Linked DNA regions of Gossypium hirsutum: region 2 is linked to region 1. Evidence: chromatin contacts called from public Hi-C data. All regions are on one chromosome and are shown on one strand. The core of a region is the stretch at or near the end of the contact, and the rest is flanking DNA. Distances in the headings are between cores, read along the strand shown.

Region 1 (2,700 bases), core at 93-2,592:
AAGTACATGAGATTTCGTTGCAACCTTGCTTGGTTCCTAAGCCATTGAGCATCAGATATTGCAAGGCAGGGGAATACCATACAAATTTAGCCGAAAAAGCCAAATCTGATAGATATTAGAGACTGAAAATCAGCACTACTTACTCAGCACATTCATTCCATTTCCCCGAATTCTGGCTCTCAACAATCTTTAAGATCAACGACTTGTTCTCGTCCAGATACTGCATGCCAACACGCAATATAAAGAGTTTTCTTAGACTTCAATAAAAAACCACAAATAGATTCACAAGTGTTAGCATGTCTGATAACCTCACTTAACTAGCACTCCTCTAATGTGTATAACACTACTTAACAAAAAGTAACTGCAAATTGAAGACAGTCCTTGTACTAACGGTCATCAAACAAAAGGAGAAAGATGATCGTAGCTTTTACCAGCAACAAAAAAGAAGATTATAGCCTCCAGTAGTAATCTTTCACTAATCAAAGAAGAAATGACTACAAGAGAATCAAAATACTCCATGACATACATACATACATACATACATATAAAAAAACAAATAAGAGAAAATAAAGAAAAAGGGAGGACCTGTTGAATATGATCAGTAGTGACATTGTTGGGATAGTAAGCTGAAACCATGGGCTGCATCTGCATCAGGTGCTGCTGCATTTTCTTTCTCTATATTCAAACGCAAACGCTCTCTCACAAAGAAAATAAAATGAAGTAGTGTGTGTATATATTTCTTTCTCTCTCTTTTTCTATGCAAATAATTAAAGATCTCACTCCAAAAGACAGTGAGCTGCAAGAGTAAAATCACAGCAAAAATAATGTAAAAAAAAGGAGACAAACTAAACTCATGAAGAAAGAGCTTTTCCTACTCAGCTCTTTGAAACACACTCCCTCTCTCCCTGTTGGGAAGAAAAAAGGGTTTGGATTTTTGGGTATTTATTGCTTCCTTTTGCAATCTTTTTTTTTCTCTGTCTGTAAGAGAGGATCACGTGATAAGGCAATGTTAAGTTATTACAAAACACGAATACAGTATACATATATAAATTATAGTATGATACAAGTATAAAACATGAATGATCAGAAAGTGAGAAAGAAAAAAGAAAAAAAAAGAAGACAGAGCCGTGCAGGAAAAGGAACAGAGGGAAAAGCAAAGGTCCTTGCGCTTGCAGTTGTTGCAGGCAGTAAATTTGGAGTGACAAAGAAAAAGGAAAATTATTTGTTTATTACATTCGGACATGACGAATTCTGTCTCTCTGTTTTGGTGTCACATGCCTTCTGCTAATCTTGTCCACTCCCCTATATAGTAACTTCCATATCTTGATGAATGTCTCTGAATTAAGGAGAGCTTTATGGAGGCTGAATGTTACTTTATGGTGAGAAGGTCAAAGTGAGGTGACCCACAATCTTATAATGAAAACCAACCAAAAAGCCTAGTGGGTTGTACTGTAGAAATATGTTGGGTATTGGCAGTTCAGCTTTGAAGCCTTTATCTGTGGGGCATCAAATCACTGAACCCATATAACTCTCTCTAACGTTAACAATTATTACTCACCTTTGTTTCTGGGTTGGGTGTCACACCTTTTCAAAAAATACTTCTTGTATTATTAAATAATTTTAAAAATATACATGGGAATATAAATATTTATTTCATCAAAACTTATAAAAAAATAATATGAAGATTTTAATTTTGTTAAATTTATTTTTGAAGAGATGGTTTTTAAGGAAATTTAAGGATGCTCCCAGATGACCTAACATGATGGGTGGTTAGGGTCTCATTGAATTTTTTTTTCTGTACTCCACAAATTCCAACCCCCCCACCCTGTTTTTTTAGCTTTTCTTATAAAAAAAATTATTTAAACTAATATTAAATTGGGTTGAAATTTGCTTTAAATTTATTCCTATAGAATTTTTTAAACTAATTAATAAAAATGGTTATGAAAAAAATATTTTAAATTAATATCTAACCTTAAACACTGGAAATTTTTTTATAACAAAAATAGAGACAAAATTAATACAACAGAGCGTATGTTAATAAAACGATGCGTATTATTGGGAAATCGTCGCGACTACTACAACCATCATTGTCATCATTGCAACCCTAACCCTCGCCACATTTAACCACTGCTTCAACCAAGGACACCACAGGTAAGATCTGAAACATTCCTCCTCCTTTCCTTTGTCCATCAAATTTCTCATGATAGGAAATTCTATTGTGTCGCCTATGCATTCGGAAAATAAAAGACATACCAAATTTTCTAATGTTGTATAACTTGAAATTTTTTATATACTTCTTTTTTTCGACCGCATTATACTTTGGTGCTTTCAACGTATGTTTATATGTCATTCAAATGCTTGTTAACCTATACCAAAATGCCACATGGATGGCCGAAAGAAATAAAAATTTAGGTTCTAAAAATGAATTTGGATAAAAAATAAGATCTATCGGACATTGAGTAAAATTTTTTGACCTGGGCTCAATCCGGCTGAAATTGCATAGCTAGTTCCCTAATACCTGGGTTTTCTTTTCTTTTCCCTACCCAAAGAGAACTCTTCAAGCCAAATCAGCACTAGAGGTGCCGGGCCCGACGGCCCGTCCGAAAAATAGGAGGGTTCGGGTAAAAATATAAGTCCGAAATATGAGTTTGGGTAAGAAATGAGGCCCGTTTTAAAAATGGGCCGGGTCTCGGGTGAAAT
Region 2 (2,700 bases), core at 56-2,555, 140 kb after region 1:
ACGGTGCAACGAGTCATTAAGGATGGAGGTTTAGAAAGGTGGGAGAGTTGTTGTAAGGTGTTGATATTACAAGTACCCGAGTTCTTCTATGTCTATCTCGTGTCTTCTTTGGTGTTGAAGGGGGGTCGACTAGGCATGAGTCGCAACCATCAGTGTAGAGGGTAGAATGACTAAATGTCAACCACGAGCACTGTTACACTCAATGTGAGGTGACTAGATGAAATGTTGTCAAGTTTGAGATGGTGATGGATTGACGAGTTTTGACATGAATTCTTTTCTTTAAAGATTTATATAATATGGCGTTTGACAAGATGAAACTTGTCCAAATTATAAGAGATGATATGATAAGAACATAAAAACACATTATTATAAAAAAAATTAATTATAAAAGCATAATTAATAGAAGAATATTCTATTGGTTTTCAACGCCCAACCAGATCATCAAATCAGCTGTGAGGCTAGCAATTTCAGGTCATGGCTTGACCCTATCATTGATCCGTGAACAAGTTTAGTTGGAATCCATCCATGGTCATCACATCAAACGCTCCAGAATTCTTCTCCTGGATTCTTTGAAACCGTTTGATCTTTTTTCTGACTTTCACAAAGTTCTATGTACGTGGGCAGCTAAGCATTGTCCCAACCGTGTCCCCATAAGTTATAGACAATAGCCTCACTTATGCTGTTTCATGTTACAAACACCTTAGCTGCCCCAACATGTCCAATTTCATGTGCTAAAAGATACCTTTGCCCTAAACAACTAAAATTTTCTGTTTAATATATTGATTAAAATATTTAAATGCCATCTACTTATCTTAATTAATCATAATTCAAAATTATAATACACTTCAATCATTGTTTTTTATGAACGCGTAAAATTTTAAAAAATTCTTATTTTATTTATTTAAAGACTAAAAATTTAATTAAATATAAGTTATGAATTAAATTTTCACTTGATTGCAACAAAAATATACGACACTTAAATTTGAAATTTAATTTTTATATTTTGATTTAATATAATATAATATAATATAATAATTTTATTTTTAATTTAATATAATTTGATTCTTTTATTAATTTGGAGAAGGTGTTTTAAAAAAAATTCTATACTAACTAATTAACTATTACTTAAATTAATTAATGATACCATAAAAATAAAATAAAAATATATTATATTAAATTACATGAATTAAACCTCAAATTTCAACACGTACAATTTCTTATTGAGATAAAAGGTAAAATTAATTAATTAATTTAGCCATTAATTTTCTAAACAAATGTCCTTTACCTTTATTACCGTAATATTCCCATCTATAAAGATACCATTGAATTTCCGCAAGGCCTAAACACATGCATTTGTTCTTTCTCCTCTAAGAACTGATCATCTTTCAGCTAAGCTTTCAATCTAGCTTTAGTTATAGAAAAAAACAGTGGAATTAAGGGTATGGCATTTGAGAAAGATCTCAACCTTGATGCCACCGAGCTCCGGCTAGGCTTACCGGGAACCTCCGACGAGTCAGCTAAGAACCAAACGCCGGCAACTCTTCGGAGCAACAACAAAAGAGCCTTGCCTGAAGAATCTATGTCTAGTAATGCCACAGCTTCCAAAAACTGTGACCAAGAAACTGCTCCACTCCCCAAGTAAGCAATCTTTTTTTTAATTTCGACCAAAAATGAAAGATTCCTTTTTTTTTTTTTGTTAATCACTCATGTAATTATAATAATATTGCAGGGCACAAGTGATAGGGTGGCCACCGATCAGATCTTACAGAAAAAACAACTTGCAACCTAAGAAAAGTGAGGGTGAAATTAGTGGGATATATGTGAAAGTGAGCATGGATGGGGCTCCTTATCTTAGAAAGATAGATTTGAAGGTGTTTAAAGGGTACCAAGAATTGCTTAAGGCCTTGGAAGACATGTTCAAGTTCAAAGCTGGTGAATATTCAGAGAGGGAAGGATATAATGGATCAGAATTTGTGCCCACTTATGAAGATAAAGATGGTGATTGGATGTTGGTCGGAGATGTACCATGGGAGTAAGTTCCTTTTTCTTTTCAAGAATAATTATATTAACCAACTGAATTAAACTTTGGATTAGACTCGAAATGTTTAAGATCTGCGCGTAAGATTCGAGAATCATATCTTATAGATTTTTTTTCCTGAATGCAGGATGTTCACCAATTCTTGCAAAAAGCTGAGGATCATGAAAGGATCAGAAGCAAGAGGCTTGGGTTGTGTTGTTTGAAAAAAAGGAAGAAAAAAAAATAGCCCTTCAGCTTAGGGTATCCAAAGAAGAAATTACGATCCCTTTTTTTTTTCTTCTTTGTTGATTAAGCAACAAAGAAGATTAATCTTAGGATGTTGTCCAAGGCATAACCCAAAAAATATATATTTTCATGTATAGTTTTGGCATGTTTCTAATTTCCTTGTGGAATTTGTACAAAGGAAAACATATGAAGTTCATAACATGGTTTTCCTTTTTTTTTCTTTTTCATGTATATTATAAACCAAATCCTTCTTTTGCCTTTGGTCTTTATTTACATTATCCATCACTCTTGAAAGAGGAAAAAAGAAAGATGGAATCTTTGGATTTCAAAGTTAATATATATAATGATGAAAGATGTTTTCAAAAAGAGAGAGGTAAGGAAGAAAAGGGATTTAAAGTAATTCTTAACTTTCAGTAGGTCTAAGATATAGTAAATGA

The links. Hi-C and Micro-C count contacts between places; a contact is called where the count stands out from the background.
Region 2: a Hi-C map of leaf shows a contact between it and region 1, with 2.5 times the contacts expected there. The contact joins the promoter of LOC107920280 here to the promoter of LOC107918835 in region 1. A contact is called at or near these places in 5 of 34 Hi-C or Micro-C datasets (callus and leaf).

Annotation. Positions count from the first base shown.
Region 1 is chrD13:57,365,558-57,368,257 of Gossypium_hirsutum_v2.1, forward strand. LOC107918835 (GRF1-interacting factor 1) reads right to left here and starts at 1,343. Exons shown (of 4, transcript XM_016848417.2): 1 at 586-1,343; 2 at 144-220; 3 at 1-36. The coding sequence starts at 666.
Region 2 is chrD13:57,507,008-57,509,707 of Gossypium_hirsutum_v2.1, forward strand. It overlaps LOC107920280 (auxin-induced protein 22B), which reads left to right and starts at 1,306. Exons shown (of 3, transcript XM_016849900.2): 1 at 1,306-1,638; 2 at 1,730-2,032; 3 at 2,166-2,518. The coding sequence starts at 1,442. The coding sequence ends at 2,241.